Linked DNA regions of Triticum aestivum: region 1 is linked to region 2. A link is a contact called in public Hi-C data. All regions are on one chromosome and are shown on one strand. The core of a region is the stretch at or near the end of the contact, and the rest is flanking DNA. Distances in the headings are between cores, read along the strand shown. Region 1 holds the start of LOC123069503. Region 2 holds the start of LOC123069500 (probable folate-biopterin transporter 4).

Region 1 (5,849 bases), core at 661-3,160, 170 kb after region 2:
GCCGGTGTATTTTGAATGGGTTTATACTTATTCTTTTGGGTTTAAAGATATAATCAAGGAACCTTAGCTAGTTTTCTACTGCTAGTTTCTGGGTTAGTTCTTAGCCTTTAACATTGTAATGGCTGTGCTAATTGTAGCTAAATATTAGTCGCTCTACTATTTTCAGCTGATGAGTACCCCCTATAGTGAGCACTTGATGTTGGCAAATCTGAACAATTCATTTCAAATCAAAGAATGTGCTTCAGTTACAGAAATCAACACATTACTTTTCTCTTGTTAGTTGTATTACTATGCTTCCTATCTGACAATAAAAAGAGAAACTATGCTTCCCACCTTCATGGTGTTAGGTATGCTAAAACTAATATACTAAAAACCGTGGCCTGCGGATTAGCCCATCCAAAAATAATAACCAGGAAGGCCATTAAGAAAGAAACACGTGTTTATCTCTTGGTCAATAGAACAGATAAACATCAATATGAGACTGGATATATGGAACTTAAACAGGTAAAACTGTTTTTTCTTAATATAAATTCACTAGCACTGTTCAAATTTCATATATGCTCCAAAATCTTTATAAGAAGGTTAAATACAACCCACTGGTCAGCACATTGACTCATTCCACAGCCCATTGGATCGACAAAAAATCAAGTACATGTAAACTCAATGTTAGCCTGTCATGACAAGCAGATACCTTGAGTATCTGTTTAATCGATAACTTGCCAGAGGATCCACACAGATTGTTCATTTTTAGCCCATCAGGTTTAATCTTTTCATTACAAAATTGGGCAAAAACAAGCTAATGCTTCAGGGGCCCTTCTAAATGGTAACACCTCGTACCGTGGTTCTAGATACAGAAATGAAGCAGCAGCTTGATACCCCGGCATCCCTAGTGGTACACAGAACAACTCTATCTACATATTGTCATCCAGAGCCGAAGTATGACAAGGCGAGGTCGGAATAGTGACTAGTTGAGTACTACTTGCGTGTTTTCTTTGCTTGCTATACAAATCTGAACACCGGGTTGTCCCTGAATGCCAGGTAAATTGACACTATCCTAGTAGACGGGAGTTCCAGCAGGTGCCTGCAATCTGTTTGACCGTATGACAACCCAAAATGCTCTCATAAAGCACACAGTCCTCCGTGACCGAAAATCTAACAGGACCTTCTGATCCCCTGTTCTTGCTCTGCTGACACACGCATGGTCTCTGCCACTTCACTTGCTTGTTTGTTCAGCTGACTGCACCAGCTGGTCGCTGAATTATCCATCTTAAACATATACAGTACATAGTAAGAAGCAGAGGTAACTATTCTCGAATTATGCCCAATTCTGAGCGTGAAGCATGTGCAGATCTCTCGTTCCCTCTGGACCGTCGGCACCACCTAACCTACATGATGAGTGGCAGTCCGGGTAATTCTCTTGCTAAATTTCTCCCGCACATCCCGGATCAGAAAACAAACCAGCCGACGAACGCTGACTAGTCAAAATTACCAGAGAAACGCCGAGAAACCGGCCGGATCTAGTGACGGCGGGATCTACCAATCTACGGAGACAGCAGGCCAACGACCCAGTCCCATCGGCAAGCTAAGTAAGCAAATTGCTCGGACTCTGAGCGGAAGATGAGGTGGAGATCACTTACAGTTACCGTCACAGAGACGGTGGCGGCGAGGGAGGCGTCGGCTCGGCTGCTCGGAGGTGGAGAAATGGGGAACCGAGGGAGGGACGACGAGCAGCAGCGACTCTCTAATGAGTGGAGGTATGTTTGTTTGTTGGCTGCTGCTGCTGCTGCTGCTGCGATCGGATCGGTCTCGAATTCTGAGATGCACGGAAGAAATAGCTCCGTGTGGGGCCCCGTTCGCCCTGGATTTCGGCCGTTGCTATCGTAGACTGCCGGGCCGGCCGTGCAAGTTGCTACTTGGCCGGTCACCGGAGAAAAGGACATTATTTTTCCTGTGGATTCTTTTTCGAATCTCCTGTAGATTTTTTTTCTTTCCTTATTACTACTTCTCCGCCGAAAATACCATTTTCCCCCAAATGATAAGCGTCACACATATGACACAAAGCACTCCAGTCTACGTTTTTTTACAACTAAAGTTGTCATCCGAAAAATAAACCTCCAAAAAACTGAAAATTGCCATCTGAAAACAAAGTTGTCATACTTGACAACTAAAGTTACCATCCCCGCTTCATCAAATATGTCGTAGAAAACATTCGGAGTTGCCATGTGTTCACTAATAGGAAACGGACAATCAGTCCCGGTTTTAAAGGGCCTTTAGCTCCGGTTCGGCAACCGGGACAAATTAATCGGGACTAAAGCCCCTGACTTTTAGTCCCGGTCGTGTTACAAACCGGGACTAAAGGTGCTCCACGTGGCCGCTGTGGGGCGCCGAGGCAGGAGGACCTTTAGTCCCGGTTCATGACACCAACCGGGACTAAAAGGCAGCCACACGTCAGCACCTGCCAAGTGCTGGGCTTTTTTTATAAGGAGGGGCTATGAGTTTTGTAGGGTTTAGGGGTTTCATATTGTGTTCCCCTTTTTTTGTGTGTTTACCCTTTAATTCTTTTACATTTAGGGTTTCATTTTTATTTTATGTTTTCCATTCAACTCGACGCTAACTACTACATATAGCAATGAAGGAACCATTAATTACACAACATCGTCATGAACATATATAGAGAGAAGTGACATCTCTTTTTCCGTGCTTGGTCGAACAACAAGTTTTCGTATATCTATTCGACGCTACTATATACAGTACATGATCATGCATATATACAACATAACATCTCTTACGATCCCTAACATCATCTACCAAAATCGCATTGCAATTCCCGATGGTATTCTCTGTCTATAGGTATGACGTGCTCAATAAAGAATCCCGCCAATTCCTCTTGAATTCCTCGTATGCGATGTGTGTGTGTGAATATTGTTTACGTACTTCTAATTGTTGTGAAGATATGCCCCGCTCAGAGGTCGAGTGGCGAATGAACTCGCAAACGTAGTATCCACATAAATTATTCCCGGGTGCCTGCTACAAGCACTTTACGAGAATAAAGTTCAATCAAAATGATAATCAAGCATGATAATGATATTGAAACTACAATCAATGAGAGATGCGCGGAACAAGCTAGTACTACTTACTTTAGGGTGTTGAAGTCGCAGCTCCTTTTTCCATTCACCACTAACCTTGCTAGTGAACTTTTTCCAAACCCTGCCCGGCAAAGAAAATGATTACTTGATATCAGGAAATGAACGTAAGTTGCCGATATAGTGCGATAATGATTGAACTTACTTCTGGAGCATTTCACTCATGTCCGCCCGCTCCTTAGGCTCTTTACGTCTCGTGTCCAAGACAATTACTAGTCCCGCATCAAGCTGAATGGCTAGCAGAATAAAGTGGAATCTGCGCACGCATAACTCATCAATTACACTTAACCTCGAGTGAGCGAAACAAAATATGCTCAAGACAGTAACACTCACGAGAAGTTGTAAGGAAAAAGCATCTCCCTTCTGTTTTATTGTCGAAGTAACGCATTTAGCAAGTTTTCTCAGTATCGTCGGGGTTCTTTTGTACCGTATATTTATTTACGGTATTTGGGCTAATGAACCCAATGTCATAGATTTGTCCTCTTTTGCATTTGAGGATCTTCAATCTGCATAATATAGTGAGGATAATTATACATGCAATGAACGAGCTGAGTTAGAGACTTAATTACAGAAATAATACTTACAGACAATAGCAACTGATGATAGTTTTGTCGAGGGCGCCTTGATTGTATAACTGAAATAATTCTTCAAATTCAATGTACAACGCCTCGACTCCATTGAAGTAGTGCTCATCTTTAATTCCCCCCAAGATACTGTCGGTCCCATCCTTGTAGGTTTTCAAGTACTAGTCATGAAATTTTCGCATTATCGTTGATAGATGCGGGAGCTGCTCAGGTTTGATGAGAGGCTTCCCGTGCTCGTATCTAAAGGCTACCTCAGCCATTTCGAACTGTATATCATCACCGAAGTAATCGCCAAGAGTGATACCAACACCATCGGCCGCTACCCCTAGATCATTGGCGATATCGGTAAACATCTTGAGCGGGGGGCACAATTGCTTTTCCTGTTCGCCGAGCTGGGGAATTGTTTTCCCACTTCTTGCACCACTGCTACTTCCCGATCGCTTCAAATGTATTTACAACACAGCGGCCATAGTGTGATAGCGGCGGAGGCCATGGTGGTCGCGTAAGGGCATCCAGACAGTGCTTCACTTTTACCGAATCTATTTTCTCCTTTGGATCTGGACGTTTTGGTGCAAGATGGCGTTTCACATCGGCAGCGACAATGTCGTTGTTTTCCTCGCCAGTCATGTCATAGGGCAACTTGGCATGAGCCTTCTTGACGCTTTGAACTGCTCTGGATTTCTTCCCTGTTGTACTACTAGCCGCGGGAACGGTAGTGGTTCTCTTCCACCGGTGCTGAGGCGGCGGAGGATGCGGAGTCAGCTGACGTGGTGGAGGAGACGGAGTCCACTAAGGTGGTGGAGATAGCTGAGGCGATGGAGGATTCTGCTGAGGGGCCTCCTCCGCTGGAGTCCGCTGAGGCGGCGGAGACAACTGAGGCGGCGGAGTGTGCTGACGCGGCAGAGACGACTGAGGCAGTGGAGATAGAGTTGGACTGTGAGGAGTCTGCTGAGGGGCCTCCTCCGGCTGAGTCTGCTGATGCGGCGTCCAGTTTGGAAGCACGATATTTTCCTTTCTCCATAGAATGGTAGTCCTTAAGGCATTTTCCAGATGATTCTCCCCTTCACCTGTAGGGTAGTCAAGCTCCAGCCCCTCAAATATGGGCATAACTTCATCCACCATGACAACAACAAAGCCATCTAGAACTGGAGTGCAATGGAAAGTTCCATCAGGTCGACGAGGTAAGGCATAGCCGACCGCCACCTTCAAGGTTATGTTAATGCATTTCACACGTAGCTCACAATGTTCCTTCTCCGTGATATCATCCATGGGTTAGCAAGGACCCGTGATATCAGGTCGAGCGAGCTTCGTGGAAGCCACGCTGCTTTTCCGCTGAGATGGTGGGGTAGCTTCGTGGCTAGTATCGAATGAAGGATCTTCGTGCTGCTGAGATGGTGGGTCGGTAGCTCGCTGACTAGTAAGTGCCTCTATTTTCTTCTCCTGCAATGCTAATCTTTCTTCTACCTTCTGCATCCGGTCTGCTTCCTCTTTCTTCTTTCTCCCTCGGCTTCTATAACTAGTGCTATCGGGAAACCCATGCTTCCATGTAACGGAGCCTGATGTGCGTCGTGTTCGTCTAGGGTGTTCAGGATTCCCGAGGGCGTGTGACAGCTCGTCCTTCTCTCTGTCGGGATGGAACCTCCCTTCCTGCACTTCCTTGATTGTTTCCTGTATCTTTTTGATGGGTGTTTCTAGTTGAGCTTTCGTGTAAACACACTTCACTATTTTTGGATCCAAAGTTCCCCATGCCCGAAGAACCAAGTCCTTGCCTGTTCGGGCCAGTTCAATGTCGCTCGTTGGACCCCTTTAGCAAGCAGGTCGTTCTCAACTTTGTACCACGTAGGCCGGGCAACATTGTAGCCACCTAACCTCGTAACATGGTGATATTTCTTCTTTGCAGCATTTTGCTTATTTATCTATGACCTTTTCTTAGCTTTCTCCCATTTCTTGCAAGCCACAGATGCGGGCCAATGATCTTTTATCTTCGCATATTGACCGGTGAATTATGGAGTCTCGTCTTTGTCGACAAACTATTCGTTGAATCTTTTCTTCTAGTTCTTGAATTGTTCTCCCATCTTAAGAGCCCACGCCTTGACTTTTCGCTGTATAACTGGGTTATTTG
Region 2 (6,388 bases), core at 1,573-4,072:
GTCCAGCAAAAGCACCATCAATATTCTGATCATCAGCATAATCATGTGCAGCATTATCTATCGTGCTCTCATATCCTTTTGGAGATTCCTTCACGAAAACACATGTAACTAGTTGGAACAGTGGAAGAGCAGAGAAAATAATATAAATAGCATTTATTGGGAGATTGGACAATGCGTATCCTCCCAATAAGCTCCCAAATATCCCCCCTACAGCCATTGATGACCAAGATAATGACTGGAGATCACCAGCAAATTCTGGCCTGAAAAGAGAATAATTCAGGTTTTAAGGCATTGTATTGGAGTACTTGTTATACAAGGTGAGACAAGATGCACCATATTACTCACCCTGCTGATCGAACTGCCTCTGCAATCATTGCATCTATAACAACATCTGCCATGGCAGATCCCAAGTTCTGTACAATCAACATTAGCGTAAAAAGATTGCTTGAGCTCCTCAAATGTTCTGACAGCCCAATGATAAGCCATGGAAATAGAGAAAGACCACTAGAAATGATCAAATAGGGTACACGCTTCCTCTGCTTAATTGGAATACAGTCCGACACAATCCTGCAAGTACAATTGATATATGGGTGAGTAAGTAAAACCAGGATGTTTTTTATTGGGCGTTCAGCAACATGTCCAGTAATGCATGTACCAAGGCATATATGGAAGTTTAACAGCTGTTAGCAACACGTTGTGAACCTTTATCCACAACAGGATAAGTAACGTACTGAACATAGCCAGATGGCAATGCTGCAAGATATTGGTAGACATAGGTTGGATGAGAGATTATTTCAGAGAGAAAAGATTGGTTGTTTCTTCCTGAAACATAGATACATGGCATCTCTATACAGTGGATACTTAGATCTTTGACTTTTCCTAGCACGATACAAACTCCTCATGGTTGGACTCCTTTAATCCTAGACTTGCAGTCCTTCCTCCCGTTTCCTTGGTGCTGCAAATCCTTGTCTGACACATGACCGTCTTCTGCTACAGGCCTACGATGCACCTATGTCCTTGGCCTCCTTGCCAGCCAGCTGGCTGCAACCGAACTGCCACTGGCTTGATGCAACATACTAATGCATACAACAACACCACTGCCAAAAAGCAGCGCAACTCTGTGGACAGGAGAGTACTAGGACAACCATAGATCATGGACACTAGCTAGAATACCGATTACGAGTTTGATATTACACGGGCCTACGTACTAGTACCGCTGAATGCCTTAATTTGCAGCAACAAAGCTATTGAACCAACAGATGTGGGAAATACTTTCTGTGATGTGTTCCTTTTTGCATTTCCATGTTACTGTCATGTGCCCATGTCTACAAATGAACTGTTCTTGTTAATCAATTTTCTATAGAAATAACTTGAATACGAACTATGTTCAGATTGTTAGTAATAGGTTCTATTTACGGGTAATCTGTAATTAATCAGAAATTGAAAAAAAATGTTTAGCTCTGGTGAAATAATTACGTATCTATAGCTCTTAAAAGTCCAGTAATAAACTTGTGTTGTGGTGGACACCAATATCAAACAATAACTAAGCTTACGTCTGAAAAAAGGTGTAATTCTGAAAACTGAGATGTAACACTCATGATATAGGCCAAGGACAAGAATGGTTAGTTTGCATCAACCAAGGTTAAATTGTTGGTAAGCTTTGCTTCATATAAAGCAACGAACAAAAGGTAACATTACCCATATATAGGTTTTATGCTCCAAGGGAAAAATGCAGCAGAGACCAAAAACTGTGATGTTGAGGGTGACAGCTTCATGATGTCCTTCATTTGATATGAGACAGCTGTCCAGACAAAAGATCTGAAACCCTAAAACATTGAAGAATACATATCAGAACGTTTAAAATGTTAATGTGTTCTGATTTGTGAAGTAATCAAGAAAAACAAACAGATTTGAAGGAGGGTCTCTTTAGTTATGCTGAATCCAGACATGGAATTTGCAACTGAGACATATCATCAAAGCATGCAAATGGAACAAGTGCTAAGGATATGAATGAACAACCTTGGCCCCCTACATGACACCTTAAGGTATTTGACATGCCACCAATGCTCAGCATCCTGTGCAATTACCACATCAAGTTGTTTTAAGGCATCACATTTCCATGGGGCAGAGAATGATTTATCGCCCCCAACCGAATTTATTGAGCACACCTGAGTCTCTCTATACAGAGAGTGACTGATTTGGCAGCATATAAACACTAGACGTCGATCTCAAGCTACTCTGGCAGCACGCCCTTCACATTTGCAACAAGATAAAATCAGCGTGCTGTCTAGATTCTAGAAGAAGAAGAAAAAGTATCCTTCATCATCTTGTGTGTACGCACACACAAACCCGGAAAAAATAAAATACGAAATGGTCCTAACACACGCATACGGGTGAGCAGATCTCTCTAAAACGACGGTGCGTGTGCGGAGAAATGGGTGCGGTCACGAGGAGCGTCAGGGTGCCGGGAGAGAGGAAGAGACCTGGATGAAGTAGATCAGGCAGACGAGCCAGAGGAACGGCGCCCCGAACGCCGCTGCCATCCGCCCCGCCCACCACGGCGAGGCCGGCGCCGCCTCCGCCATGGTCACCACTCACAGGCGAAACTGATTTGTTCCTCCTGATCTGGCAAGAGAAACCTCCGCGAGATCTCAGACGTCTGGATGGATCGGAAGTGGGGGAGAGAGACGAATCGGAGTGAGGGCGGTGCGAGAGATGCGGGAATGCGCTCCCCGTATTACACATGCACGGAGACGTCGGAGGATGGATGTCCTCCGGCTTGACGGGGTTTGTGAGGGCTGACTGAGACGCCACCCGGGGCCCTGGCCGTGTCACAGCTCATCGACATGTGCCGTTTGATTGGCGCGACAGTTTCGGACAACCACTCAGACTCTGCCACGTCGGGAGCTCCAGCAAAGCTTTGCTCTACCTTCGTTGACTAGGACGGTCCGTGTAAGCTAAGATGAAATGTTTTCCTCCTTTCCTCCGTCCATTTTCTACCCCCTCCATACCAAAATATAAGACATTTTTCAAAACTGTACAAACGTTTTATATTGGGAAATCCTCTAAATCAACCGGCTGATTTTCTCTCTCGTAAACCACCGTCTCTGCACGCCACGTGCCCCTGTGATGGTCCACCAACCGCTCTCCTCCGAGCTTGTCTCGTTCCACTCGTTTCTTTCTTCCCTTTCCCCCTTTCTCTTTCTTCGTTTCGTGAGCCAGCTAGATGAGAGGATCAGGAGAGGAACCGAGAAGGGACCGCCGTCGGAGTTGAGGAATCAGGAGGGACCGCCACGACCGTTGCCTGATGTCCTCCGCGCGGTGCTGCCCCAACACCCGTTGCTTCAAGGTGACCCCCAATCCGGCTGCTTCCATGGATGGCGACGGTGGTGCAGGAGTTGGTCGCGCGCGCGCGAGCTGCTGCTAGGCGGTCGGTCGCCGGCGTACTTCTATCTGACGCAAAGACCTCAGGTGTTGTGATTTGACCGGCGCCCGCCCGTGTTATAACCGGGGCTCGGTGATGCAGCTAATCCAGGAAACTGCTGCAAGTCGTGCTGCGACAAGCCGCCGCCGACGGTTCGACGAGGGTCTCGAGCGAGGTGCTGCCATGGAGCTGCCATGGAGCGCCGCTGGGGTGTCACTGCTGCGATGGAGCTTTCTTGCCCCGTGTGTTGCTGCCATGGAGCTTCAATGAAGCATCGCCGGGACCGTCGGTGCTGCCATGGAGCTTCAATGGAGCATCGTCGGGACCATCGGTGCTGCCATGGAGCTTCAATGGAACATCGTCGGGACCGTCGGTGCTGCCATGGAGCTTCAATGGAGCATCGTCGGGACCGTCAGTGCTGCCATGGAGCTTCAATGGAGCATCGTCGGGACCGTCGGTGTTGCCATGCAGCTGCAATGGAGCATCGACGGAGCTGCAATGCAACGTGGGTGGTGCTGCCCTGTGACCAGCGGTTCTTGCCAGCGTCAGAGCTGCAATGCGATGTGGTGCCCCGACCTGCTTCATCTCATCGGCGGCAGAAGCTTCAATGCAACGGTCTATTTTATAGCTGCGGGGAAGCAGACCTGCTGTTCTTGGCTTCTTGCTGGCCGTCATTTGCTACAAGGCGACGATGATAGCTGGCCTGTGCGGCAGGCGGCAACACGAGACGGTAGGGGCGACGAAGCAATGGATTGGCTTGAGTTGCAGAGACGACTAGTCAAATCAGACGGCTGCGCAGTGCCTAATCCAACGCGGGCGAGGCGGTTTACAATTAGCTCCAATCATCCGGATGATTTCTAGCATCGGCCTTTTATATTTGAATATAGAGATAGTATAAAATTAGACATTCGTACTTGTGAAATCGTTTGCGCTAATTATCCACTAGCTTTTAAAATGTCTTTCCCCAGTCACCTGAGCTAAAATTTTGGTACACATGTAGTACAAATGAACAAATAACCTGGATGCAACAAATGATACGTCATAATTCACCCACATGAATCTACGATAAAGGGAGACAAGTGGGCATGAACAAATGTGAGGAAAACATACCTTCAGCTAAATTGTTGAACACCTTGGGGTCGTCGGGATCTAGCGGGCGAGATGTGGCACTACTGGAAAGCTAGACTACGCGAGAGGAGTTGATGGCAGCGGACGGTCAGCGTGTGATGCCGGCCTCCTTGGCAAGCAATGGAAGGGAGGAACTCTGGTAAAGAGAGGCCCACGTCAAACTCTCGTGATGCTGACATGGTGGCGGTCAAGCATACAATAGGAAGTTGGTATGAAGCTGAGGCGAAATGGGATAGGGCGGGGAAAGGGTCAACAGCAGTGAGCTATGCCAAATGGTGTCAGGTTAGGCTTTGAGGTGACAGCAAACGGCACATCGAAGGCATGCCCATCCTAAAATGTCCCCGCACAAAAAAAATCGATGGATGGAAGGAGCTCTGTATTTACAACGCGCTTCAAAAATTGTGAGGATAGAGTGCATGATAACGAATCTTCTAGAGCAATTTAACTAAAAAATCAAAAATAATTACTATTGAGTTCGGATGAATACAACGACTTTGCTAGAATTGGTCTTATAGGTACAATTATGGAGTGTGTTCAACCTTTTTGTACCATCTCCGGTCTATGTTACAACGTAATGTTTCTTTGCTAACATGAAACAAATGAGTTATAGTTATATGCAACAACATGCAAAACTAGTGACATAGACTGTTGTCGGCGTTCTGGATACGGGGGTATCCAGACTTGTCTGCCTGCAGCCCAGTGCGCGGCTCCATCGACGGCCTGGTACGGCCCAGCTCCAGCATCAACAGCTCAAGACCCTCGCGAGGGGCCAAGCCTCGCGAGGCAGACGACGCCAAGACCCCCGAGGGATCGGCCTCCTCAGGCTGGCTTCCGAGGGGCGGAGAGTTCTATGCAAGGTGCACCTCACGAGGCTCAGGTGACGTGAGCCATGACGACCAAGTCCAAGCGGGCGTCAGCGCGCGCAGAGTGCCAGTTCCTCTTTGATGCAAAGGAGGCAGGCGGTAGGTGCGGAGTCCCGAGGAATCAGCCAAAGGTTTCCATTCTGGTGCAACAAGACCAAGACCGCCAGGACGGTAGGACGGAGGTCATCACTGAGCCCACCGCAGCGTCACGATCAGAAGCTTTTCGCAGGCGAAGACCACTTTTTAGTCAGGATAGGATGTACTACTTGTCCCCCTTCAAATCTGGCCGTTGTGGGATCCCTTCCCGCCAACATTTGGAAAGAGGACCAATGCCACTATAAATAGGACTTAGCCACCAAAGAAGGAGGAGGGACGAACAGGTGAGATCCCTTCTCATCCAACCACCTCACCAGCTCTCTTGAGCTCAAGAACACCTCACCTCCTGAGGCTAGTTCATCCACTGTACTAGTTCATCCTCAGCACTTCGAGGCAATCCACCAAAATGCTGGAGTAGGGTATTACACCGCAAGGTGGCCCGAACTAGGATAAACTGTTGTGTCTCTTTGTCTCTTTGAGCTCGACGCGCTAGGCTTAGGAAGATCGCGAGTAGGCAGGCTGGGTAGGTTGAGATCTCCGCACGCACCCCAGAGTTCAAACCTGTCAAGGGTTTGCGGAACCCGAAATCTGACATTTGGCGCGCCAGGTAGGGGTGCGTCGGATCCTCTCTTCCGTCGATCGATCCATCGCTACTCCGACACTTCCATGGCTGACGAGCGTCAGGCACGCGCTGAGCGCCGGGCCGCGCTTGCCGCTTGCGTCGCTCAGACAGCTCCGGCGGGCGACGACTGTCCTCGTCGTCCCCGGTCACCGGCAACAAACGCTGCCATGGGGCCTGCTGGCCACGAGCAGCAAGCTTCATCGCTGCACCCCTCGGTGCGCCGTGACGGGCGCATCGCCACTCCGTCGCTGATCC

The links. Hi-C and Micro-C count contacts between places; a contact is called where the count stands out from the background.
Region 1: a Hi-C map of leaf shows a contact between it and region 2, with 5 times the contacts expected there. The contact joins the promoter of LOC123069503 here to the promoter of LOC123069500 in region 2. A contact is called at or near these places in 2 of 5 Hi-C or Micro-C datasets (both in leaf).

What each region holds. Positions count from the first base shown.
Region 1 is chr3B:235,975,395-235,981,243 of IWGSC CS RefSeq v2.1, forward strand. It overlaps LOC123069503, which reads right to left and starts at 1,911. Exons shown (of 6, transcript XM_044492378.1): 1 at 1,638-1,911.
Region 2 is chr3B:235,806,674-235,813,061 of IWGSC CS RefSeq v2.1, forward strand. It overlaps LOC123069500 (probable folate-biopterin transporter 4), which reads right to left and starts at 2,823. Exons shown (of 7, transcript XM_044492376.1): 1 at 2,484-2,823; 2 at 1,699-1,826; 3 at 346-567; 4 at 1-260. The coding sequence starts at 2,585.